Regions from separate parts of the Gossypium hirsutum genome. Here region 2 is linked to region 1. The links are chromatin contacts, called in public Hi-C maps. All regions are on one chromosome and are shown on one strand. The core of a region is the stretch at or near the end of the contact, and the rest is flanking DNA. Distances in the headings are between cores, read along the strand shown. Region 1 holds the start of LOC107915331 (mitogen-activated protein kinase kinase kinase 20). Region 2 holds the start of LOC121208288 (caltractin).

Region 1 (7,891 bases), core at 3,507-6,006:
ATTCATGAATGACATTAATATCATTTTTATATTGTCCTCATGTGGCTTTTGCATTTAAAGCAAAATAGAAGTAAATATTAGCTCACTGGTTGTCTAATGTTTAACTATTATTAAACAATATTACGTGGTTTGATCGTAATACTAAAAGATAACTTATATTAGTATATAAAGCTAAACATGTCCTTAGTCTAATCGAAATGAGCAAACTAATTGAAAGACTAATATGTCATCTATCAAGTCCAATTGGGGAGATGTCTTGTCTTGGGCATCGAAGCGAATGACTCTTAGAAGATAGAGATATAGATGTGACTGACAGACTGACAATACATTGGACTGGACCCAAGCATAATAGATCTTGAATCTGTTTATGAATTTATTCACTTTTTACGTTCATAGTGTGACATACCTTAACCCTAAGTGGATGATAGACTATGTATGCGTGACTTATATACTTTGATGTAAGTAAAAACCTGAGTTCAAATTGACAAAGAACTAAAAGTTGGTGCATTGGGTATACGACTTCTATAGTATGTAGCATCATTCACAATAGTGGAATTCATAGCAAAAAAACATGGGTAAATGATATCCTCTCATTGGCATTACATGATAGATGAAAAGTAAATATGGCACGGGTCATTCTTCTTTGTGATGAATGACTTAATTATTATATAATAGTAATTTACTTTTCATAAAGGAAGATGTAATGGTTACCATGAGATAAGATAGGATCATATTGGGAGAGCAGATTTATTTCAAAAAGATTAATGATATAATAAAAGGATAACACATTTATGATAAGGTCATTGGACGAGCACTGATTAAGTAACTTTCGTAATGATATATCATTAGGGAGAGCTCAATCACGATACTATAGTGGAATGACTTCATGACTAAATGAGTTTATAATTAATAGGTGAAAAGCTAGAACTTAATTATAAATCATTTGAGCTCTAATCACATATGTCCAATCGATTCCTTCGTTAGTTTGTTGAAACCAGAAATGAATTGCATGTTGAATCAAATGAACAAAAATGGATAGAAATGATAAAGTTAGAGAAATGAGTTACATTCGAAAATGAATGTGGCTTCTCAATAAGTGTGGAAATGACCTGAGAATTAATTAAAGTTTTTCGGATTATTATTTGATTAATTGAAGTTCGAAAATGAAATGAAATTAATTGATCATTGTGAATTTGTTGAATGTAAAAATTAAATAATTTTTTCATAGATTCTTTTACGGTAAAGTTGTTATGATTTTAACGGAATTAAGATTTGGTTGAGAAAATTACTTAATTAGAAAAATTAATTCATTTAAATGAATTTAATAAATAATGTTTATTTTGAGAAATAGAAAAACATGTACTGAGTTAGATTAAATTATAAAATATTGGGTTAAAAGTCTAGGAAATGCATATAATTTGACTCAATATGGGAGAGACCTGAATCTCTATCATATTACATATGAGGAGAGGCACACCTAATTAGCCGCCCTTTTTCTATTTCAACTAGGGGATTGTTTTTTTTTTCCTATTAAATAGACATTAAATGCATTCTACAAATCCAATTAGGGTTTTACTTTCTCTACCTATAAATAGATAGCACTGGTAAGACTAAAAATACAATAAGTTACACAACTTTTGTGATATTATTATTTTTCCCAAAAAATATTGAGAATTTATTTCTAAATATAAATTTTATTTTTCGAGAATAACATTTCTATTGGTTTTTGTAAGTGAAAGATTTATTTTCCTACTGAAAGTAAGAAAATTATTTTTGGTTTTATGTTTGGTTCGTAATTCTTCGAGCCCACACTTGAAGCAGTTCGTGATACAAGAATAACGGACAAGACCATTCAGTTGAAAGTCGAAAATGTCTAGAATTCTTCTTGCTCAAAGCACATATTTTATTTCAAGAAAAAATTTATTGCTATAAATATTACAAATCAACTTGATTTTCAAAACTTTTATTTTTTCGCTATGTAAAAAAAACCGTTTTTAAAGCAAATTTTTTCCAATACCATCATCTCAGAGGCCTCCAGAGCCCTGTTCCATCACCTCATGCTTCCATCATCTCAACTCTACATGCATGCAGGCGAAGCCAGAACAAATTTTTAGAGGGGCAGAATGAAATCTTAATTTTTTATAATTTATATCTTTATAATTTTTAAAGAATTAAATCAAATTTTTATAATTTTAGGGAGGAGAAGTGTAATTTTACCCTTACTAATTTAAAATTTTTAAAAAAATTAATAGACTAAATAACAATTTTATATTTTAAGAGGGACTAAGTCCACTGCAAGCATCCCTAAATTCGCCTATGCATGCGTGCATGACAAAACTTTATTGATTTCAGTTGGCCTTTATTTTTCAATCTACCTTCACGTCAACCCTCATATTTTTTTTCATCCTTCCCTGCCTTCACGAACCCTAATATGTTGAATACAGAGAGAACATATTAAAGTTGGCGCCCTAAGTGACCGACTTCACTTCTATCCCCTGCAAACTCAACTAGTTTGCTAAATAGATGAACCACCCAACTACTTTGCAAAATAAATTTTCAATCTCATATATACAGATAAAAAAGTCTTAAGATTCTTTACAATTTTAAATAGTTAAAATATATCATAGATCTTTGTATTTCTTACAAATTTAAAATTTAAAATTTAATTTTTATATTTTTATTTTTAAAAATTTAGTCTCTTTTATTTTTTAAATTTCTAAATTCAGGTCTAATTATTAATATTTTTTTTGTTAAAGATGTTGGTATGACATTTAAAAAAAAAATCACTTTGGAGCAATGTAAACTAAAAATTATATTGCAATGAACTTGAATTAACAAAATAATTTTAACAATATCAACAATTAGATCTAAATTTTGAAATCTAAAAAAGTAGAATGATTAAATTTTTAAAAATAAAATTACAGGAACTAAATTCAAATTTATGAAGAGTACGGGGCTTATGACATATTTTGACCATTTAAATAATATTTAAAATTTTTATTTTTTTATTTGTATAATTAAATTTATATAATTATTGAATTTAAGTTGTGGAGAATGAAAGCCGCCCAAATATATAAAATTTATGTGGGATCTACTGAGCCGAATAGATAGCTGGAGTCTAAGCTAGAGATGTAGCTAATCCGGAATGGATCACTATCAACCAGGCCGCTTGGCTGTAGCCGGGCGCTGGTAGCGCGGCCAAGATTCCATGAACCTTTCCTTCGAAGGTTGCAGTTTCATGAACTCAAATGGATTACGCAGCAGTCGTCAGTGGAAGATCCCCATCTTTATTCGAGTGCATTGCATGGTGCACTTAATTTTGCTACCTCGCTGTCCTATCGTCGGCTTCAACCCACGTTTCGGTGTATCTTTGGCTGACGTGGGTCCTCGCCTTACCTAATAATAACCAACAAAAATACCCACTATTTCTATAGTTTTTTTCTTTGATTTCTACACATTTTGACAGCCACTCGGATTTCTTTGGTTTAGATTATTGTAATAAAAAAATAAGAAATAAAAAAACGTGAGGAATGCTTTAGTTCGGGAGTTCTCCCACAAATTGCTCCTATATTCCTATTATACGTTATAATCTTATTTATTAATACAAATATTAATACGTTATTACATTTCAAGTGTCATATTTATAATAGTAATTTAATCTGTCCCAACACTTTGATACAGAGAATTTTTGCATTCATGTTGGTTTATGGCATATACTTTACATGTTAAAAGTGTTTTTCTTTTTTTTTTTCCTTTCCTTTTTAGTTTAACTCGTAAATCAGACATATTAAGCAAAGCCTCTAAGACCCAACCTCCCTAATTTCTTTTTTTTTTTTTAATTGGAGAGGATGATGATGAGAGACATTGTTTTCCAAGCCAACTAGTCTCCAAATTTAATGAAATATTTGTATACAAGTAAAGATGATATAAATATATGAAGTTGAAAACCCATTGTAATTTGCCCTCACATGCATCCTGGATGGTAGTAAATTAAATATCATTAAGGCTCATCAATTTTGTGTCTTTTAAACTATAAAATCTAAACTAATACTTATATAAAAAATTATTTTAGATATTTAATATGTTTCTCTAACATAGATATGTTTTTACTCTCTCCAAATTTGTGTTTTTGTTTTTCTACGTTAAATTCTCCACATTTCTAATTAAAAAACATCATATCCCTCATATTATTAACTCACTGATCAAGCTTTTTTTTCTATATTCATTGGATTATTTTTTACATATGACATTAGGTTGCTAATGAGTGTGTGTTTAATAGTTGCTTGCTTTTTAAATTGAGAAAAAGTATTGTGCAAAAAAATCAATTATTTGGTTTCTAAAACTATTTTTTTATTTTTTTTGAAATTGAAATATATATAAATATATTTTTCAACAATGAAAACATGCTTGGTACATGTTTTCCTATGATAAAAACATGAAAAATAAAATTATAAATGATTATATATTTAAAAACAATTGAAAAAAATAATTTTGAGATTATGGGGTTGAATCATGATCAATTTTTTTTCCTAATTTAAAAATTATTGTAATTAAAAAAAATACCAAATCAAAAGTAGGAAAATGTAAATAAAAATCTAAATGCACGTGGCGTTGAATGAAAATGATATAGATCGGCCACGTTTTTAAATTGATAGCCTAAGCTGTTATTTCATATCCATATTTGGAAAACTCAAATAAATAAAAATATCCTTACCTATCACGTGCATTAATAATAGCATAAGTTGAAATTCAACACTACCAAATAAAAATGCACATATCCCACGTTTATATATATACACACTTTGCACCACCATAACCTCTGTCACCTATGTTTGCTTCCATTTCTTCATCTCAAACCAACCACAACCAGTAAAAAGGCTTCCATATCTTCAATAATAAGAAACAAAATCCAGGTTCTTGAGTGAAATTGGAGCTCGAATTTTTCTGGAATGGAGTGGGTTCGGGGAGAAACGATTGGATATGGAAGTTTCGGCACTGTGAATTTGGTGTTACCTAAAACAGGGTTTTCGGGATCATCATTCTTGGCTGTCAAGTGTTGTGAAACTAATAACTCGGCTTCTCTCAAGAACGAGAAACAGGTGCTCCACCAACTTGGATTCTGCCCCCAAATCATCAGTTGTTTCGGCGACGATTTTACTGTTGAGAATTGTGGGAAATTTTACAATCTGTTCTTGGAGTATGCTAATAAAGGAAGCTTAGCCGATCACCTTCAGCTAAACGGTGGGAAATTGATGGAATCCGATGTTAAAAGATTTGCAAGATCGATACTGAAAGGGCTAAACTTCATCCATTCCAAAGGGTTTGTTCATTGTGATATCAAGCTTCAAAATGTTCTTTTGTTTGGTAATGGGGATGTGAAGATAGCTGATTTTGGATTGGCAAAGAGAAAGTGTGAAAAACAGGGGAGGTTTGAAATCAGGGGAACGCCTTTGAGTATGGCCCCTGAGTCTATCAATGGAAACGTTTATGATTCGGGGGTGGATATTTGGGCACTTGGATGCGCCGTTGTTGAGATGTTTACTGGGAAACCAGCTTGGAACTTGAAACCAGGAGCCAACATGGCGGATTTGTTGATTAAAATCGGGGCCAGTGATGAATTGCCTGGAATTCCAAGGGAATTATCTGGGGAAGGAAAAGATTTTCTGGTTAAGTGTTTTTCTAGGGATACAAACAAGAGATGGACAGCTGAGATGCTCCTGCAACATCCTTTCATGGCTGGCGATGATGAAACGGTTCCATCAACGTCTTCACGAGGTTGTGTTGAAGAAATCGCAATAACCCCAAGATGTACTTTGGATTTTCCAGATCGGGTTTGGAGTGAATCGATTTTAGGGGAAAATTCAAGCATGTTTTCATCGGCTTTGGATCGGATTCGTGAATTGGCATGTGATGAGGCACCTAACTGGGGTGTTAGCGGCAGCTGGATGAGGTTGAGGTAGAATAAGATGATGGAATAGCCATATTAGCGTGAATCAAATTGTAAATTTTATTAGAGAAAACATTAGTGGACTGACTTTGTGCTGATGGAGAGTTGTGATTGGCCACAGATTAATTTATTCATTTCCCCTGAAAACTTGGTATTTCCACAGATTCATTCCCCATAGGCTGCTTCGGTTCAACTTCTATGTTCCTTCTTATTTTATTTTGGTTGTCACAATTCAGCTTACCAATGAATTCATCATTCTGTTTGGTTTCAGTACTACTTTGACTTTGATTACTATAACATATTGCAGTGTGAACTCAAAAACTTGTTCATGTCAAATTGTAATACTCTCATTCTATACATCACATTGGGGTCATTTTCAATTTTTTTAATTAATAAAAAGTGTCTTAAATTTCAATTATAAAATAAAATATTTTTGGATTTGTCAACTCAAAGTGAATTTTTCAACATTTAGTGATTCACCCACATTTCTTTGATATTTTTAATTAGTATGGGTTCTACTTGCACTTCATATATAGTTAAACTCTGCGTTTTTTTATTAAATTAGTGTAAGAATTTTAATGTTATAATTTGTTTAAATTTTGTATATTTAAAATTTAATTCTTATATTTTTATTTTCAAGAATTTAGTTTTTTTATTTTTTTAATTTTAAAAATTTAGGTCTATTTTGTTAACAGTGTTAGAATTGTTTTATGTTGGCGTGACATTTTAAAAAATAAAATAAAATAAATTGTGTATCCATGTAAAAAAAATTGTAGCGGTCCTAAATTTAACAAAAAATTTTGATGATGCTAATAATTCTTAAAAGTTCACGTAATTATTTTAATTGAAATAAAATATTTTGTCTAACCAATGATATTATAAAACTTGAGATATCAAATTATGTCAAAATTAAAATATATAAATTAAATCTCAAATTTAAATGAAATATAAGGATGAAATTGAAAGATACGTATAATATTCTCATGTAAAAAAAAAGAAAAAAGAAAGAAGTGTGGATTGTGGAAGACCCTAAGGACTTCCTTTTAATACATGATTACACATTTACAAGCACGACATTAACATTTAATTACCCATAAAATAAAATAATTTAATTTAATTAAAAAATGCGAAAAACTTGGTTTGATGGCATGGAGTAAAACAAAGAATTGTGTCCACTAAGCCTAAAAATCTCAAAATGATAATGAATGTAGTTTAGATGAGTAGTGGAACCAACAAATAATTTAATTCGGAATAAATTAGGTCTTTTCTTTGGTTTCAAAAAGCAAATTAATCAGTAATATTAATATAAATATCTAAACTAACCTAGGATGGATTAAAACATGCATTATAATGGACAAAATAAAAACGTGCTAAATGAAACTTATGTGCTATAAATATACCATATTTCTATTCCTAAAGTAATCATTAATAAATAATGAAGATTTTCTTCATCTAATCCTCATCATCTTCCATGTTAAGTTATGCTTTTCTCTTTTTCCTTTTTATTTATACAATGTCTTCAAATTCATAACATTTAACACATTCTTAAATGATAAACTCTTTTATTTAAATACTAATAATTTGAATTTTATCACATTTTACAAAAACTAGATCTGAGTGCATAAACAAATTGGATAACTAAGCAGAAAATATTTGACTTAATCTTTATTTATATATATATATATATATATATTCTCTTAAATGACTTTATATTGCAAATCAACTAGACATTAATTCGATTAAAAAAATAACAATATGATTTATTCTTTTACAAAATAGTATAACTATGAATATTTTTTTTATCCTTTTACATAATTTAAACCTAAAATAATTTTTTAAACATAATTTAAACCTAAAATAATTTTTTTAAAAGGCACTTTAATTTTTAACTCAACCTTACCATCACAATCAAAATGCATTTGACATAATTGACTTATTTGACCT
Region 2 (7,891 bases), core at 3,661-6,160, 190 kb before region 1:
TTGAGCTATTCTTTTTCTCCTTTAAGGATAATAACTTATTCCATCAAGGAATTATTTAATTGGAATAATATCTCCATTTTCTTTAAAATATGACTATAAGCATCTTCTAAAGATTTAAAAGGAATATCATCATTATCCAAATCTTCTTCAGAATCTATTGGAACATGGTTTGGAATAGTAGCAATAAAGCAACATAGTTACTCACGTATTCATCTACATTAGAATTTTCTTCATCACTCCAAGTGACTATGAGTGACTTCTCATTCTTTTTAGTATTAGCACATTTTGATTGTAAGTGAGCAATTCCCTTATATTCATAACATTGAACATCCTTCTTATTTGTCTCATCGGTAACTACTTTAGTTCCCTTCTTAGTAAACCTCTTCATGCTCACAAAGAGCATGACTAATTATTTTTTTATCTCATCAATGTCCTCCACTGTTTGTTTGGCTGTTGGGATAGTCTTTTGAGATTGAACACTACATTATTTGGCAAACCCATTTTGTCATGTTTTGCTTCCTCTATATTCAGCTCAAATGTTTGGAGTGAGCCTATTAACTCATCCAGCTTGAGAGTAATAAAATCTTTGGCCTCCTCCATTTTATCATCAGAAAAGCGCTTATCAAGGCAAAAAGCCTATTAGAAATCTCACATAATCTTGCATAAAACTCAGAGATAGTTTTATTTTCAAACATTTTCAAATTTTCGAACCTATTTGTTAAAATCAGAAGTTTTGACATGTGTATGACATCATTTCCTTCATGTTGGTTTTTCAAGATTGTCCATGCCTCTTTTGCAAATTCACATACAAAAATGACTTTAAGTTGGTCCAAGTCAACTCCACTAAAAATGGCATTTAGGGCTTGTGAGTTTTCATGACAAGCTCTTCTTTCTACATCAGTGTATTTGCTTCTTTCTTTAAGGCATGTAATGCCATTAGCAGCAATTATAGTAGGTCGAGTCAACGCATCTTCAATAGCTTCCCAAGCTACTTTATTGACAGACACAATGAAAGCCCTCATATAAGCCTTCCAATAAGCATAATTTGTTAAACCAAGTAGCAATGGAGTCGAGTAATCGAACTACCTTCATGAATTCCATAGTCATAAACCGAATAAAAAACAATCTTCAAATAACTTTTGAAGTCCGCTCTGATATCAAGTGAAAAAATTAGTCTACAGATATGATAAATCAATTTTGTTTAACATTCATTGTAATGACAGTTAGAACAAAAACAAGCAGCAAAAAAAAATACTGATCTTTGTTAACATAGTTTAGACACAATGTCCCTACGTCTACGAAGCCTCACCCAATGAATTATTTTATTCAATAATCGTCCAAATCACCTATTAGTTTAAGCTCAGTCTACCATTATACCAAAAAGCAATTGTAGCCCCAATACTGACCCCAATTGTCAGAAATACTCACCCAAATATCTCATAATACAATCAATAAACTCTCCAAATAATACCTAAAAGAGTCACAAAATAACCACAAGAAAACATATTAAAGCTATCAACAAAGACACTCCAAAAATTGCTCTCAACACAAGAAAGAAACATAAGTTGGTAATGAGAACAACTCAAGAAAGTGAAGGTATTCTAGCTCTCTCTATCATGATTTACCAAGAGAGAATGAAGCCTATTTATAGGCTATTATAGCAGCAGATAAATCTTTAAGAAATTCCCCTGAATAAACTGATATTTATCTCTAAAAAATAGCTCTTTATCATTAAGATATAATAAGACTTCCATGCTAATCAAACCACCTTAGGGAAGTTGATTGAGAGACTTAGAATTTTAGTCAACCCATACTTCTAGTTTTGTCAAATATGCCACATTCAAGTGAAACTAACTCAGCAAAAATAAAACATATTCAAAGCCCAAATTGATGACCCAATTAGAGAAACAATTTCATTATAATAGGATATGAAACAAGGAACAATAGTTTTCCCACCAACTACCTTATGATAAGGTGTGTATTACGATTACCGAAATACATGTTGATATTAATTACATAATGGGAAGAAAATAATTGAAGGAAATACTATTGTGATAAACTATCAATTCTATTCATAGACGCATCCATGTAGTGGTACAAATTCTAGACAAGATCTTTTAAATGCTTAACAACTCCCTTATTTAAATTCCTTTTTCTTTTTAAGTTTCTTTTAGATATTAAAAAATTATTCTATTCACCGTTGGTGTAGGTTTTAATATGTATAATAAATGAATTTAGATAATACAAAGGTTGTAATAATTGCAAATATACTGCTGCGCCTGCCATCACTATATAAATCATCACGGGACATTGGGCCAAACAAAGCCTACAAGATATTAATTCAAACATGATAGAGAAGAATCATAAGGAACTTCAGTTGGAAACATGAAGATAACAAGAAAAAGATCCACCTTGAATGCTCCCAAAGGTCCAAGGTGGTCTAGGCCTACGCAGGATGGGTATACTTAATAAAGCATTGCTGCTTGGAGAGATTGATTAAAAAGTATACATGCAGGATTGATTTATGCTTACAGTGACTTGATTGGCAAATATGATATTACCATTGTAGATGCAAGGCTTTGATACCAAAACTTCTACTCTTCTATTTCGGTACGAAAAAATTAAATAATAGAGAAGAACAACATAATTAAAAGTCATGGAGAAACATTCAATCCCATTACATATATCCATACACAACATGTTTTTTTTAGTTTATTTATACAACAATGCTACAGCTGCAGCTACAGCTACCGCATGGCTGCGATCAAACACTCCCTCCGGCCATAAGTCAAACTTCTAGTAGCCATATGTAGTTTTCTTCATCATCCTCATGAACTCTTCAATACTTACCTCCCCGTCATCTGCATTCACCGGTTGAACATTGATTATCATGTTTGTTTCAACAGAGATGAGATTTAACGTGTTATGTAAAGAACAAAATCTTGTCCGCTCTAGGGGTATGCAAGATTGGGGTTAACTAACAAAACTGTCCGAGACATAAGCAATTCGATTAAATAGGTTCTGTTTAATCAGTTTTGGTCTTATTCAGTTTGGAAGCTCGGTTTTGGTTAGGCCAGTGTAAGGTAAATTGAATGCTCACTCCTGGTAAGCTCAACATTATAATGGGATACCAAACAAGGTTCGAGAAAGTAAAATGTGAATGACATCCAAGCATTACAATCGTCTGGAGCAAAATTGTAAAGTAAAAAGTCAAAGTCTACTGTATCGAGATTCAAGAAGAAAGGCTAGCTTACGATCTCGGTCTGCTTCTTCAATCATGTCCTGAATATCTTTTTCGGAGAAGTGTTCACCAAGCTCCTTTGCAATGCGTTTAACGTCGTCAGCAGATATCTTTCCCTGAATTCAAAATGAATGAAGAATCAATCTTACAGAAAAAAGCTAACAACATCCTTTCTAAATAAACAGGTAAAAAACAGATTTTTACATTGTTATCTTGATCAATGATTTGGAATGCTTTCATAAGCTCTTCTTTAGTGTCCCTCTCCCCGATCTTGGCAGTCATCATGTGAACAAATTCATCAAAGTCAATGGCACCACTGCCATCCTTGTCAACATCCGCAATCATTTGATTGATTTGCTGTTGTGAAACAGCAGATCGAAACATAAGGATTCCAATATAATCACATTAATATGCTATCTATTGCAAGATATAAAAAGGAAAATACAAAAACTTACCTCTTCTGTCATTTCGAAACCAAGAGCCCTGTAATGCTAAAACTTTCAGTGACAATGTGAAGATATCAACTAAAAAATCTATTTAAAAACACGAAATATCACGCATAAATACTCATACCTCATAGCAACATTCAGCTCTTTGGCATCAATGGTACCTGGCCAGCAAATTCAAACCTATAATTTAGTAAAAATGCCAACCACACATCATATATAACACCTGTATTAAACGACCCATTCCATACCTGAGCCATCAGTGTCAAACAGTTCAAATGCTTCCTTAATCTCTTGCCTCTTCTGCTGGCTTAATCCATGGTGTCTTCCCTTCTGCTTGTCTTTCCTTGATGCCCCTCTGTAAAGACTAGCCTGACCAAACATTCATTAAAGACATGATCAAAACCAATTCTAGTTGGATAAAAGTCTTACAACATCATCCCACGTATACTTGGTTATGTTAATCAGACTCGAGTGCGAGTGTCAGATGCTATTACAGTGCAGATGCATTTTTCTTTTTACCAAGATTCTTATCCAAATATGTGTCGGATAAAGGTTTCAGGCACTGATACTTCAAGCAAAATGAAGATCCGGAGAAACATAGATATTTCCAAATTGAGCAAGCCATAAATAGTCAAACACAAAGAAAATATTATGCTCAAGTTAAAGGAATCTTCAAATTAAAGGGTTTCATCCATAATTGCTGCAATTTACAGACATCACCGATTTTTTTTTTTAAATTTCCACGTCCTGCTAATTCACCACATATCTCATCCATTTCATTTTATTATAAAACAAAAAAAATCACAATTCAATCCAAAATAAAATTTACCAAACAGTAGGCAGTAAACTAAACCCTAATCTTTAACAATAATAGTAAAGAAGAAGAAAGAGGAGTATAATTATTGATTAAAACAAAGTAAATTGAATGGTAGAGATAAATATGAAGAACATACCATTGTTCACTGAGATGAGATCTTAAACCAGTTCCAGAAAAGTCCCCTAACTTCAAAAGAAAAGCAATTGCAAAGACTTGATTTTGAAGATTTTAACCTCAGGAAAGGGAAAGAATTGGTTCTTTACGCGGTTAATTGATCTTTGTTGACTCCCATGAAAAGCCCCATTGTTAACTAATATAAGCCAATAATGGGCTTAAGTGGGCCTTAGTTGGCCCTTATAAACTAAATTTAGGTGTGTTTTGCATTTATTTATGGAATTAGTCTGATTTTGTTTTATGGATTTATATTTGATTTATTAATAGTCTACTATTGTTAATAAGTTAAATTATAGAATATCATTTTAAAAATGAAAATATATTTTTAAATATATTTAAATCATTTGTAATAATCCGGTTCATTAATAGTGCATGAAATTATATACTATTCGTGCATCAAATATTAATTCCGAACATAAACAATAAAATAGATATGAAAGAAATCAAATCTTTGATCTTTGTTTTTGAAAGGATTCCAACAAATTGATGTTCGATTTAGTTGTTAAATCTCTTTTTGAAAAATTAATGTGATTCGATATGCACTTGGCAGGGTGTTTTTATCTATATGTTATGATATGAATTTAAATTTCTAAAGATGTAACTTTTATTTTCTTTTGACATTGGGAGTGGAGAAAAGAATTGTTTGTGATTGTGGAGTATATGTAACACCCCTATTTCATGTTCGACTCAAGGAACCTGATATAGGAATATTACATTTGGTGTCAAGGTAATTCTTAGCTAATCACTAATATATTAAAACATAAAAATGGACACTTGGAACATACTTAATATTTTTCCTAAGTACATGCCATTCTATTCAAAATTTTAATATATATCCTGTTGTTACTTGAAGATGTGATAAAATGAAAGTTTGCAATCTCAAAATTCAACTCTTCAAAAATTCATGTACTTAATCTGCACATGGAAATAAACCATACGCTGAGTATACACCCAGTGGTATTACTGTAATTCAAATACTTAAGGTAAAATAATATATATACATTAAATCTTACCACTATTTTACCTTTAATAAATCTTTCATGCATTTAAACTTTAATTTTTAATTTAATAATATGTATTTTAAATAGTTTTTCTTCATTTTAATTTATATATCTTCTTACTACATCAATATCCATTTCATGCATTTCATCAATAACCATTTCATAAATCATTATTTCATAAATTTCATTTCTATATCTCAATTCAATAACTTATTCTCTAAGAAAATATTCATTTCTATTCATAATCAATCAATAACAATCAGTTGTTCAGTACTTTAATATAATCATTCAGTAATCATCAATTATTCAGTAACATTAGTCTTTCAATAATTATTTAAACCAACATTTTTCAATAAAAATAATTATAATTAATTCATATGATTATATTCAATTAACTCATACACTATTTCACTATTTCCTATTCATTCTATTTTCACTCCTTATTTCGATATCTCAATTTCAATTCATATTTCAATTCATTATTTCACTTTCTCATACTTTCAATAGTTCAATCGATCAAATTCATTTGATTTTCTCATTTCATTTTTTCAACTGATTTCAATATCGATAATTCGATATTTAACAATTTCATGAACCTTAAGTTCATGCTTCAAATCTTATGTCTCAATTCAATTCACAATTCAACTCATAATTTCTTTCTCATACTTTTAATAGTACGATTAGTCAAATTTATTTAATTTTCTCATTTCAGTTATTCACCCTATTAACAAACCCGAACCTTGGAGGATGCACGAATCCAACCAACACAGCAGTACGACACTTAGTGCCTCATCAGCTTTGCCGAAGTAAACAGTAACAGTACAGTACTCAGTACCTCATCGGATTAATCCGAAGTAACAGTAATTGTACGACACACAAGGTGCTTCATCGACTTGAGTCGAAGTAACAGTACGACACTTATAGTGCATCATCGACTCAAGGTCGAAGTATTCCTAAACACTTCCAATCCTATAACATGCCAACTATATCCGACTCAGCTCGACTGGTTAATAGGGTATTCAAATAATTTTTCTATTTCAAATTCACTTTCAATTCAATCACAATTCAATTCATATTCACTTTTTCACTTTCTAATCAATATACAATTCAATATCAATACATATTTCAGATAAGCACATATAATCATACTTTGATTCAATTCAATCCACTTTTCAATCAATACACAATTCACATATTCACCATATTCATAATTTAATTTACTTTTATTCAATTCGTATTTTCGATTCATTTTCCAATCAAGTTCAAGTCACTAATCACTTTTCAATTAATATACATTTCAAATAATCACATATTTTCTTCATTCAATTCATTTTGATTCAATTCAAATCACTTTAATTTCCAATTTGTTCATATTTAATTTCAATAGCCATAAACACTTTTAAATCAATTTCATTTAAACCAATATCATTATTTCAATTACTTTCCTAAATTTATCTACCATGCATTTTAATTAAAATATAACAATTAATAATAAATAGATTTGAATTATAGTAATACAAACCTGGATTTACTCGATTATTCCTCGATAACCTTCTTCTTTCTTTTGTGTGCCGATGCCTCGAGTTCCTTGTTAGCTACGAAAATAATAATAATTTACACTATTAATTACAACATTAATTTATAATAATATTTGAATTTATATCCAATTTATATTTTAGTTCCAATTTAGTCCTAACTAGATATATCTACTTTTCTAATTTAATTCACACTCTATTTCTATTCAAATTTCATCCAAGCTCAAATTTAACTACTAAATTTTCAATATATTTCACTAATTTTGAATTTTCCTCAATTTAGCACCTACAACATAAAACTTATAGCTTACTTTACAATTTAATCTCTTTATCAATTCTAATCAATAATTCTATCAAATAAATCCCTAATTCATCTTTTTGTTCAACATAAACTATGTTCAAAAACCTTAAAACTTCCAAAACCTCAATTTAATTTCATCAAAATTTTGTTTTAAAGCTTTTAAAACGTCAAAATTAAGAGAAAAGGACTTGATTGACTTACATTTTAAAGTTTAAAGCTTCAAATCCCTAATTTTTTCTTTTCTTTTCTTTTTCTCCTTTCTTTCTTCCTTTCCCGTTTTGCTCTCTGTAACTTTTCTTTTTTTTTCTTTTATGTTTCATCTTTGTTTCTTTTATAACATATATATATTAGTTTATATCAATAATTGTTTTTA

The links. A called contact is a pair of places that touch in the nucleus more often than the background predicts.
Region 2: a Hi-C map of leaf shows a contact between it and region 1, with 5 times the contacts expected there. The contact joins the promoter of LOC121208288 here to the promoter of LOC107915331 in region 1. A contact is called at or near these places in 12 of 34 Hi-C or Micro-C datasets (anther, callus, fibers and 3 more).

Annotation. Positions count from the first base shown.
Region 1 is chrA10:17,986,197-17,994,087 of Gossypium_hirsutum_v2.1, reverse strand. LOC107915331 (mitogen-activated protein kinase kinase kinase 20) reads left to right here and starts at 4,756. Exons shown (of 1, transcript XM_016844495.2): 1 at 4,756-6,220. The coding sequence starts at 4,950. The coding sequence ends at 5,960.
Region 2 is chrA10:18,172,712-18,180,602 of Gossypium_hirsutum_v2.1, reverse strand. It overlaps LOC121208288 (caltractin), which reads right to left and starts at 4,910. Exons shown (of 7, transcript XM_041078839.1): 1 at 4,644-4,910; 2 at 3,939-4,059; 3 at 3,815-3,851; 4 at 3,697-3,724; 5 at 3,446-3,598; 6 at 3,255-3,357; 7 at 2,645-2,861. The coding sequence starts at 4,646. The coding sequence ends at 2,797.